2 separate regions of the Salmo salar genome follow, and region 2 is linked to region 1. Evidence: chromatin contacts called from public Hi-C data. All regions are on one chromosome and are shown on one strand. Each heading gives the region's core, a stretch centred on a gene start, on an enhancer-like site or on the middle of the called end of the contact. The rest is flanking DNA. Distances are from core to core; before and after follow the strand shown. Region 1 holds the start of sept7 (Septin-7). Region 2 overlaps sept7 (Septin-7).

Evidence for each region. Hi-C and Micro-C count contacts between places; a contact is called where the count stands out from the background.
Region 2: a contact with region 1 is called in a Hi-C map of gill, with 9 times the contacts expected there. The contact joins the enhancer-like site here to the promoter of sept7 in region 1. A contact is called at or near these places in 2 of 3 Hi-C or Micro-C datasets (gill and muscle).

What each region holds. Positions count from the first base shown.
Region 1 is chrssa27:20,793,903-20,800,179 of Ssal_v3.1, forward strand. It overlaps sept7 (Septin-7), which reads left to right and starts at 2,763. Exons shown (of 14, transcript NM_001140131.1): 1 at 2,763-2,911; 2 at 3,911-3,912. The coding sequence starts at 2,857.
Region 2 is chrssa27:20,846,792-20,853,068 of Ssal_v3.1, forward strand. It overlaps sept7 (Septin-7), which reads left to right. Exons shown (of 14, transcript NM_001140131.1): 10 at 3,534-3,585; 11 at 4,234-4,359; 12 at 5,472-5,607; 13 at 5,901-6,046. Among protein-coding and RNA genes, the nearest start is that of LOC106588677, 12 kb to the right of the region's middle. Within about 2 kb of position 2,525, at least 1 of the 13 cell types and tissues checked has an H3K27ac peak or open chromatin away from gene starts, as enhancers often do. A contact at or near this core is called in gill, where this site is marked.

The sequences.
Region 1 (6,277 bases), core at 1,513-4,012:
GTGCTGTAACTGTGGTGGAGAACCTGAACCGAAATCCTTTGAATGCCCGATTAAGGTGAAAGAGACTGAGGTTACCAAAATTAGGGCAGTTGAGAGAGTCTGCTATGCGGAGGCTGTCAAAAGGGTAGAAAGTATCTCTGAAGGACCGGTGGTAGTGAATACCGGTAGGCCTACACCGCAGTCTGAGTATTACCAGTAGTACCCAGAAATTCTTCATGTGAAGAAAGTGGACTTTGTGTCATTTATAACAATGGTGGTAAACAGCAGTGCACAAGCTGAAAAGAAGTCGACACCCTTGTTTATGCAGCTGAACTCTTTCTGGGATTCAAATATTTTATATCTGATGAGCTACTTTACATGTATTAGCACGGTACTTTAGTTTTCAAATCGCTGAAGGAGTGGTGGTGAAGGTAGGCAACAACACTTCCACTACGCTGATCCTCAGCACAGGGTCCTCACAAGGGTGCGTGCTCAGCCCCCTCCTGTACTCCCCGTTCACCCATGACGGCGTGGCCACGCACGCCTCCAACTCCATCATCAAGTTTGCAGACGACACAACAGTGGTAGGCCTCATTACCAACAATGACGAGACAACCAACAGGGAGGAGGTGAGAGCCCTGGCAAAGGGGTGCCAGGAAAATAACCTCTCCCTCAATGCCAACAAAATGAAGGAGCTGATCGTAGACTTCAGGAGACAGCAGAGGGAGTATACCCCCATCCACATCGACAGGGCTGCAGTGGAGAAGGTGAAAAGCTTCAAGTTCCTTGGCGTACACATCTCTGACAAACTGAAATGGTCCACCCATGCAGACAGCGTGGTGAAGAACGTGCAACAGAGCCTCTTCTACCTCAGGAGGCTGAAGACATTTGGCTTGGCACCTAAGACCCTCACAAACTTTTACAGATGCACCATTGAGAGCATCCTGTCGGGCTGTATCACTACCTGGTATGGCAACTGCACCATTCGCAACCACAGGGCTTTCCAGAGGGTGGTGCATTCTGCCCAATGCATCACCGGGGGCACACTGCCTGCCCTCCAGGACATCTACAGCCCCCTGTGTCAAAGGAAGGACAAGAAGATCATCAAGGTCCTCAGCCAACCTAGCCACGACCTGTTCACCCCGCTATCATCCAGAAGGCGAGGTCAGTACAAGTGCCTCAAAGCTGGGACCGAGAGACTGAAACAGCTTCTATCTCAAGGTCATCAGACTGTTAAATAGCCATCACTTGCTGGCCTCCACCCAGCACACTGCTCTGAACTTAGTCACTGTCACTAGCCGGCAACCACCCGGTTACTATTGCTGTACATACATTTGAAGTTTACATACACCTTGGCCAAATACATTTAAACTCAGTTTCACAATTCCTGACATTTCATCCTAGTAAAAATTCCCTGCCTTGGGTCAGTTAGGATCACCCCTTTATTTTAAGAATGTGAAATGTCAAAATAATAGTAGAGAATGATTTTATTTCAGCTTTTATTTCTTTCATCACATTCCCAGTGGGTCAGAAGTTTACATACACTCAATTCGTGTTTAGTAGCATTGCCTTTAAATTGTTTAACTTGGGTCAAACATTTCAGGTAGTCTTCCACAAGCTTCCCACAATAAGTTAGGTGAATTTTGGTCCATTCCTCCTGACAGAGCTGGTGTAACTGAGTCAGGTTTGTAGGCCTCCTTGCTCGCACACGCTTTTTCAGTTCTTCCCACAAATTTCTATAGGAGTGCGGTCAGGGCTTTGTGATGGCCACTCCAATACCTTGACTTTGTTGTCCTTAAGCCATTTTGCCACAACTTTAGAAGTATGATTAGGGTCATTGTCCATTTGGAAGACCCATTTGTGACCAAACTTTAACTTCCTGACTGATGTCTTGAGATGTTGCTTCAATATATCCACATAATTTTCCGTCCTCATGATGCCATCTATTTTGTGAAGTGCACCAGTCCCTCCTGCAGCAAAGCACTCCCACAACATGATACTGCCACCCCCGTGCTTCATGGTTGGGATGGTGTTCTTCGGCTTGCAAGCCTCTCCCTTATTCCTCAAAACATAACTATGGTCATTGAGGCCATTTACATTACATTTTAGTCATTTAGCAGATGCTCTTATCCAGAGCGACTTACAGTAGTGAATGCATACATTTAATTTCATGCATTTTTAACTAACCCGAATAGCAAGAGGAGTGGGAGGCCCCGGTGCACAACTGAGCAAGAGGACAAGTACATTAGAGTGTCTAGTTTTAGAAACAGACGCCTCACAAGTCCTCAACTGGCAGCTGGCCCTCTGTATTTATGATCAATTTGATGTTTTTTAATGGACAAAAAAATTGATTTTCTTTCAAAAACAAGGACATTTCTAAGTGACCCCAAACTTTTGAACTGTAGTGTGTGTATATATATATATACACACACTTCGGACTTATTACTGGTCCTTTTAGATTTGTACCTATTGTTGTATATTGTTAGATATTACTGCACTGTTGGAGCTAGGAACACAAGCAATAAAATCTGAAAGCTATGTGTATGCAACCAATAACATTTGATTTGAGTGGGAATATATTTTAATATTTTATTTTGTAGTTTGTGTGGATTAATGTTATTTTTTCCCTTCCCTGTATGGAATTTTGTTACATTTTGTGATTTATTTTCACCCTTGTCCAGTTGGCGGCGACAAAACACTTGCGTGTAGTTCTCCATAAAACCTCAGCGAAGACGAAGTCTTTTGGGGACTAGAGTCCTCTATCTATTTCTATGTCTCCACCACATGCAGCAGACAGTGGACATTTTTGACATTACGCGAAATAAGTTGGGTACGACCTTTACAGTTTTGTGGTGTCCCGTGAGTACTTGAAAGGGAATGTCGAACGGTGCAAGATCTGTTAGTGAGGTGCATCGGAACGGCAATATTATGGGTGAGTTCTCTTACTCTGTCTGTTTTAATTCATTCGGGAACTTTTGCTATCGTTTATTTGCGTCCTCGGAGTTGTTACTAAAGAACTTTGTTAGAATTAGTTAACTAGTTACCCAGCTAGAAAAACGATAGCTAGTTGGCTCATTCTAATAAATTTACACACCGCTCGAGAATGACCGCGAGTAACGTTACTTTGGCATTTCCTTAGTTTTTTTTCGACTGTGAGTGGCTTTGTTACCTGGCACACAGTCGGCTAGTACAGTACCAGCAAACGATAACTAACATTAGCTACCTATTGTAAACATGTTGAGATGCAGTCAGAGTAGTTAATTACTGGCCAAATAATATGCTGTGTGAAGAATGTCAACTGAGTATAGTTTCTTCTTCAGATGCCAGTTGTGGTGGTTGTGATAAGTTGGCACCCCAATAAAAGCGCATCATAAATAGTTACGTTTCTAGCTAGCTAACAAAACTAAAGTTACCTAGTTAACTACTAGCACAGAGAACAATTACGTTTATAAAAACCTTTACTACTAGCTAGGTAGGTTATAATGGAATAGTTGACGTCGCTTGCTAAACTGTGAATGGCTGCTATTCCAAAAAGTCGACGTAGTTTGCTTAGTTTCAGATGTCAGAAACTCGCAGTGTTGGTCATATAACTAATAATTAGTTAATTAAAATGGATTGAATCAATGGTAAAGTCAATGCGGGGGAAACCTGGAGCAAAGTTGTTATGAACCAAAACTTCCTCAAAAACACCTAGCAAGCTACGTCATCATTCGTTTGTCTGTCAAAATGTCAATCAAAAACTGTCATCTATCAGCATCAACTATGTTTTACTTGGAGTGGAGTAGGAGGACTGCAATATCTCCTTCTTAAAACGAAGTCCTGTATTGGTTCACATGACTGGATTAATACTGTGGTAATAATGTGGTAATTGCATGGGGATGCTCTTACTGAGTGACTCTGCCTGTCATTTATTCCTCCATGTGACCTGTAGCTGTAGAATCTGTCATGAAATGGTTTGCTGTGAGTATAGAGACCGGCATAGATCCTCACCCTAGCCATTCAAACCCAACAGTCTACCTACGACAGACCATGTGAATGTTTTCTCTTGTCCCTATGGAATGCATGCAATGTTATTACTTTAGCTTGAGTAAATAAACTGTTTCCACCTTCTCTCTCAATTGTTATTGAACAATTGCTGTCTCTCCATTATTGTTAGTAACTTTTTGTGTGTCAGATGGTGCGGCATGGGAATGCCAGGATGTCTGTGATGACACAGCTGACTAAGACAGCCCATAGCCTGGGCAGAGTTTGTTTAGGTGCCCATAAAAGTCCCATTTTGGATTATTCACCATCTTGGTGTAGTTTTTGTTCACTCCCCTTCAATGATTTAAAAGCATTGGATTGGTGTGTGAAATACAGTAGACACTTATGGGGAGAGAATTGGAATTTGGCCTCAGATGAACTGGGTATGTAGTGAAGGGAGAGTCGATCAGCTTTCCATGTAGACCACCGATTGCTATTTACCTCACTCTCAGGACTGTTTTACTCATACAGACTTAATATTATTCCTAAATTACAGTATAGAAATAAAAATTGACTGTGATTATGACACTAAAGCATGTGTAGCAGACACAGACTGATGGAGAGGTTTGCAAAACTATAAATCTGGTGAAGAACGATCTGGGAAAATGAAGAAAGGTCGTGGGAGGGGTCAGACTTTCCGAAGTAGAACAACATTCTCTACCGTGTATCCTCCTCTAGTATTTGCAAGACGACATCAGTGTACTGTGCTAGGCCTTGCTCTGGGGTTAGCTGAACACTCCTCTTTCTAACCTCAGACTCTCTGAGGCAGACTAGCCTCCATCCCACCACTTCTTTTCCGGCAGTTTACCCAACACCAGCAAAGAAGAATAACACATCTAGTCTGCTTGAAGGGAGCATGTAGCAATGAGAGTGGACACCTACTGTATCGGTGCATTGGCAAAGTGGTGGTAGGGCCTAAAGGAGGAAGCAAAGCTGCTTTCCTGGAGGTATGTAGTGGCCTTTGTTAGAGCCACTGTGTAAAGGTTGAGGTGAACATCCAAGACACAGATGTCCACCACGCTGGGTGGATGCCCTCTCTCCAACCTTGACAATGGTATTAGAAATATGTCATGGGTGTTGCCTTGAAAAATACCTGACTGACTTAAGTCAATTTCAACAAGCCGCTTATGCCTGCGATGAGTCAGGAAGTTGCAGTAGATGTAGCATATGTTTCACTTTTTCTTTTTTCATAAACTGATGTTAACTTTTATGACCTTACCCTTGGACTAGTGGAAAAGTAGGGAAGGCTCTGAAGTGCACATCAAACGTTTCTCTCCTCAGTGGGAGCTAGCTAAGAGATCAGCATTATGATCATGATGCTGCTGTCTCAGCTATGTGCTGTGGTTGCCATGAAGTGTCTGATCAGCGACAGGCACCACTGACAGTCGTACTGTGTACGTGACAGATGCTTCTGCTCCAGAGCAGACTGACAGACACATAACATCAGGAGGAAGTGGCTTGGGCGGTGATGCATGCTACATCTGTCTACTTCTACACTCCCACCACACACACACACACACACACACACACACACACACACCTGGCATTTGAACATTGAAACCCTCAAAGACGATGAGCTTGAGTGAAGGCATGTGGGGCAGATCCTCTGTGGAAGTGGTTCGTTAATAGCCAATGAGCTGAAAAACTGTCTGAAGCTGCTGGAAGGAACAGCCTCCTGCTATGATTTGTGCTTTACCGCCAAAAATGTATCCTCCGCTTAATAATCACTATTTGTGGCCCAACTGTCGGGGTCTGGGATAGCCTGAGTGAATGCTTAAATTCTTGCCACCCTGTTGGTGGCTTTACACTAGGATTTTTGGGAGGCGACATTATAGGAATCTGCTGTTTGTCAGTGTGAGGACTGAATCTAGCCACTGACTCAGGATTATCTGCTGTTTGTCAGTGTGAGGACTGAATCTAGCTACTGACTCAGGATTATCTGCTGTTTGTCAGTGTGAGGACTGAATCTAGCTACTGACTCAGGATTATCTGCTGTTTGTCAGTGTGAGGACTGAATCTAGCTACTGACTCAGGATTATCTGCTGTTTGTCAGTGTGAGGACTGAGTCTAGCTACTGACTCAGGATTATCTGCTGTTTGTCAGTGTGAGGACTGAATCTAGCTACTGACTCAGGATTATCTGCTGTTTGTCAGTGTGAGGACTGAGTCTAGCTACTGACTCAGGATTATCTGCTGTTCTTCAGTCTCTCCAACACTGAAGGCCGTGGGAAGAGGCCCGCTGGGCTGTCAGCCAATGAGATTACACGACTATGGGC
Region 2 (6,277 bases), core at 1,275-3,774, 53 kb after region 1:
ATCCCATCTAGTTGGGATTTGCCTGGTTAAATCAAATACCTCTACATTTCTAATCCCATCTAGTTGGGATTTGCCTGGTTAAATCAAATACCTCTACATTTCTAATCCCATCTAGTTGGGACTTGCCTGGTTAAATCAAATACATCTACATTTCTAATCCCATCTAGTTGGGACTTGCCTGGTTAAATCAAATACATCTACATTTCTAATCCCATCTAGTTGGGATTTGCCTGGTTAAATCAAATACATCTACATTTCTAATCCCATCTAGTTGGGACTTGCCTGGTTAAATCAAATACATCTACATGTCTAATCCCATCTAGTTGGGATTTGCCTGGTTAAATCAAATACCTCTACATTTCTAATCCCATCTAGTTGGGACTTGCCTGGTTAAATCAAATACATCTACATTTCTAATCCCATCTAGTTGGGACTTGCCTGGTTAAATCAAATACATCTACATTTCTAATCCCATCTAGTTGGGATTTGCCTGGTTAAATCAAATACATCTACATTTCTAATCCCATCTAGTTGGGATTTGCCTGGTTAAATCAAATACCTCTACATTTCTAATCCCATCTAGTTGGGACTTGCCTGGTTAAATCAAATACATCTACATTTCTAATCCCATCTAGTTGGGATTTGCCTGGTTAAATCAAATACATCTACATTTCTAATCCCATCTAGTTGGGACTTGCCTGGTTAAATCAAATACATCTACATTTCTAATCCCATCTAGTTGGGACTTGCCTGGTTAAATCAAATACATCTACATTTCTAGTTTCATCTCAAAAAGAGTATTAAAATGTAACATTATTCAACACTATTCCTATACTAAACATTATACTACTAGAACCAGGGGACGTTCAGTAGCCTCCTGCCCAGCAGTTGACATTTAGTTATGTTGTGTTATCAACATTCACTTGCTATGTTATCTCTGGCCCTGAGTGATGTGTGTTCCTGTCTGACCTGTTACGTCAGCCCGGTAAATACTCAGCTATATCTACTGGTGACTTAATGACCATGGAATGTTCTTAACAAATAGAGTAGTACTTAGGTCATTTTGCATATGACGAAAATGACATTTGTTAATGTCTTAACAAAGGAAAAGCTTTGAGATTAAATGACCATTGCTATGTATCAACTCAGCATTTAACAGGCCCTTTTAGATGGAGAGGTGTGTTTTGAGGAGGGTCCTGTATGTTGCAGACAGACGTGTTCTCCTCAACAGGATATGTGTTCAGTTCTCTTTGATGCCAGACAGACAGACCACAGACAGACCAACAGGATATGTGTTCAGTTCTCTTTGATGCCAGACAGACAGACCACAGACAGACCAACAGGATATGTGTTCAGTTCTCTTTGATGCCAGACAGACAGACCACAGACAGACCAACAGGATATGTGTTCAGTTCTCTTTGATGCCAGACAGACAGACCACAGACAGACCAACAGGATATGTGTTCAGTTCTCTTTGATGCCAGACAGACAGACCAACAGGATATGTGTTCAGTTCTCTTTGATGCCAGACAGACAGACCAACAGGATATGTGTTCAGTTCTCTTTGATGCCAGACAGACAGACCAACAGGATATGTGTTCAGTTCTCTTTGATGCCAGACAGAGAGACCAACAGGATATGTGTTCAGTTCTCTTTGATGCCAGACAGACAGACCAACAGGATATGTGTTCAGTTCTCTTTGATGCCAGACAGACAGACCAACAGGATATGTGTTCAGTTCTCTTTGATGCCAGACAGACAGACCAACAGGATATGTGTTCAGTTCTCTTTGATGCCAGACAGAGAGACCAACAGGATATGTGTTCAGTTCTCTTTGATGCCAGACAGACAGACCAACAGGATATGTGTTCAGTTCTCTTTGATGCCAGACAGACAGACCAACAGGATATGTGTTCAGTTCTCTTTGATGCCAGACAGACAGACCAACAGGATATGTGTTCAGTTCTCTTTGATGCCAGACACAGACCAACAGGATATGTGTTCAGTTCTCTTTGATGCCAGACAGAGAGACCAACAGGATATGTGTTCAGTTCTCTTTGATGCCAGACAGAGAGACCAACAGGATATGTGTTCAGTTCTCTTTGATGCCAGACAGAGAGACCAACAGGATATGTGTTCAGTTCTCTTTGATGCCAGACAGAGAGACCAACAGGATATGTGTTCAGTTCTCTTTGATGCCAGACAGACAGACCAACAGGATATGTGTTCAGTTCTCTTTGATGCCAGACAGACAGACCAACAGGATATGTGTTCAGTTCTCTTTGATGCCAGACAGACAGACCAACAGGAAGCTGCTTTAGCACCACTCCCTCTAAATGATTCTAGACTCTACAGCACTTGTCTTAGTAGAGTAGACGTGTATGAAGTTTAGCTAGCTATTTTGAACTTTAACCTCATGATCCCAGAGCTCAGGTCATGTGTACACACACACACACGAGAATACACTCCAACCCCAGAAGTGAATTCATGTCCCCTCTCTGCTCCCCACTGTTTTGTGCCGCTGCAAGAGTAGATGGGGAAAGTCAGCTCTACCCTAAACTCTACCATTCGGATACAGCTCTGTATCTCTGTCTATGACCAGATTACAAGTCAACATCTTTGGTCTGTAGTGTATGTGAGATGCTGTAATTCTGGTATAAGATAGTAAAGTTGTGATCTCTCGACTGGATGAACTGTGCGGTTACTACGACTACAGTACCTCTGTGGCGGTTGCATGAGTTTTGGATTACCAAAAATGTTTCTGGCACCATGTAAGTGTATAAATATAGAGAGGGAGAGGGGAAGGCCACACTTCAGCTATGTGATCCACTCCCTACACCCAGCAGTCAGGCAGAAACCTCAGGGGAACGAGTGTATGTGGGAGTATACATGGTGTCTGGCACCACATTGTGGCTGCTGACAGTATTACACCGACTCGCCTTCCTTCTACTCCACGCAATCTCTAGGGGAAGATTTTAATTGCATACTCCTCGCATCCTGTCTCCTCGTCCCCTTCTCAAAACTAATTGGATGAGAAAGCCAGAGGCCCCTCCCCTATGACCTTCTCCGATGGGTTACGAGGAGCACGGACGTGAGGTCTTCCCTTGAGCAGTGACGAGCTCTCGATCTCCCTCCTGTGACTGTCACACCCCCTTGTGGTAACTGACAACTCTAACTGTGACTCTTTTTCTCTCTCTTTTGCTCTCTCTTTTGCTCTCTCTTTTGCTCTCTCTTTTGCTCTCTCTTTTGCTCTCTCTTTTTCTCTCTCTTGCTCTCTCTTTTTCTCTCTCTTTTGCTCTCTCTTTTTCTCTCTCTTTTGCTCTCTCTTTTTCTCTCTCTTTTTCTCTCTCTTTTTCTCTCTCTTTTTCTCTCTCTTTTGCTCTCTCTTTTTCTCTCTCTTTTGCTCTCTCTTTTTCTCTCTCTTTTTCTCTCTCTCTTTTTCTCTCTCTTTTTCTCTTTATTTCTTTCTCTCTCGCTCTCTCTCTTTTTCTTTCTCTCTCTCGCTCTCTCTTTCTTTCTCTTTCTCTCTCTAGTGGAGAATGGAGAGCACTGTGACTTCACCATCCTGAGGAACATGCTCATCAGGTACTGTTGTAACACACACAAACACACTCCTCTGCATGATGGTCATGCACCAATGAGTGTCCTGTTTTACACTCTGCATGATGGTCATGCACCAATGAGTGTCCTGTTTTATACTCTGCATGATGGTCATGCACCAATGAGTGTCCTGTTTTATACTCTGCATGATGGTCATGCACCAATGAATGTCCTGTTTTATACTCTGCATGATGGTCATGCACCAATGAGTGTCCTGTTTTACACTCTGCATGATGGTCATGCACCAATGAGTGTCCTGTTTTACACTCTGCATGATGGTCATGCACCAATGAGTGTCCTGTTTTACACTCTGCATGATGGTCATGCACCAATGAGTGTCCTGTTTTACACTCTGCATGATGGTCATGCACCAATGAGTGTCCTGTTTTATACTCTGCATGAGCATCAGCAGATGGCAGAGACATTATGGTGCCACTTCTCAGTGCCATATCGTTCCTCACTGCTCTCTCTGACTGTTTAAATGTCTTTTAGTGTCACATAGTTTTTTTTACTGTAAAGTTTATTGCTGTGGTTAATTTTAGTTTTAAAAAAGTTGTATTTGAGTGGTTCTGTTCTGTCTTGTTCCAGAACCTACATGCAGTTTAAATAAAGTTTTAATTTGATTTGATCCAGAACCCACATGCAGGACCTGAAGGACGTGACCAACAACGTCCACTATGAGAACTACCGCAGCAGGAAGCTGGCAGCCGTCACATACAACGGAGTGGACAACAACAAGAACAAGGGACCAATGACCAAGTTAGTACTAACCAACAGTCCACCAAAGGTGTTTGTAAGTGGTTCTGTTTTTCATTTCTCTCCATTGCAGTTCTGGATCAGCGTGGATGAAGGGAATGAGACAAGGCCCTGCACTTCTGCAATCCTCTCCCCTGATCACAGGGACTAAGTCACCCACACACAGAATCTGGGCTGGATCTAACAGTCACCCACACACAGAATCTGGGCTGGATCTAACAGTCACCCACACACAGAATCTGGGCTGGATCTAACAGTCACCCACACACAGAATCTGGGCTGGATCTAACAGTCACCCACACACAGAATCTGGGCTGGATCTAACAGTCACCCACACACCCAGCCCAGAATCTGGATCTAACAGTCTAATAAGCCTAAACCACTGCTAATTCACAGCCAAGCACAGAGAACCTCACTACAATAATGCACCGTAATGTCAAAGTAACCACCAGCATTGGTTCTCATTAGCTAGCTAATAGCTCTCTAACGCATGGTCATCATATCAGCATGCTAAGTGTGTGTGTTTCTCTTTTTTTAGATTTGACACAAGTGAAGGCATGTAAGTGTCATTTCAGTTCTTCAAGTTAGCTCCGTTTCTACTTTCTCTCCTATCTGTTTTTCCGTCTGCCTCGTACATTCCCTGTGTTTGTATAGAGATGCTGCTCTTTATTATATGCTAGTGGCCCCTACCAGGTCACAATATAGATGAAATCATTCTACAGCATTAGCAAACTGCCCAGAAGTCTTCATTGAATACTTGTTGGTAGAATAGTCTCCAATAGTCTTCCAGGAAAATCATTTTTGTCCTATGATTAGGCTCTTGCTTTTTTTTGTGAGCTTCACTTAGCAACTGTACCAATAGAGCTTTTTGGCGGCTTGGCGTTCACTAACTCAGCGACTCAATGGCTTGGCGTTCACTAACAGAAATTAATATTATCCTCTCACTGAATTGCTGGGTCTTCCACGTCCAAGGCCTTCCTCTCCCCTGCTCCTCCAGGCATAAGTGTATGCAGGAGAGATCGTGACAGGAATTTCTGAGTTTGACTACTCTTTGCTAGAGCTGGGGTTTAAGGCCTCAGACTGGTGGATGATGTGTGCGTGCCTCAACCCTGCAGGAGTCCCCTGGCCCAGATGGAGGAGGAGAGGAGGGAGCACGTGACCAAGATGGAGAAGATGGAGATGGAAATGGAGCAGGTGTTTGAGATGAAGGTCAAGGAGAAGATCCAGAAGCTCAAAGACTCTGAGCTAGAGGTACAGGAACCCAACAGAACACCTTCACACCACTAAAACTCACTCACTTGCCCCTTGTTTATTTATTAATGGAGCAATCTCACTTAAAAAAGACACCAGTTTGAAAGGTTACATTTGTATGTTTTAATTAACAATGTATTCATAAGAAATAGATGCATCTAACACACTCACACAGACACACGAATATATCTCTCTCACACACACACACACACACACACACACACACACACACACACACACACACACACACTAGACTCCAGCCATGCAAATGGTGCAAACTGTCCTGTCTGCAGCTCCAGCGGCGCCATGAGCAGATGAAGAAGAACCTGGAGGCCCAGCACAAGGAGCTGGAGGAGAAGAGACGTCAGCTGGAGGATGAGAAGCACAACTGGGAGGCACAGCAGAGGGTGCTGGAGCAACAGAAACTAGACGCATCCAGGTACAGCACACTACAACTCACATGAAGAAGACGGACAACACATTTCTATAGAACTATATTACATGGAGTCACCCGTGAACAATTATTCAACCTGTTTTTTTCCGGTGTCATATATAATACAGTATGTGTTTTTCTACTCAAATCTAACTTTAATTGTCACATGCGCCGAATACAACAAGTGTAGACCTTACATTTTACATTTACATTTTAGTCATTTAGCAGACGCTCTTA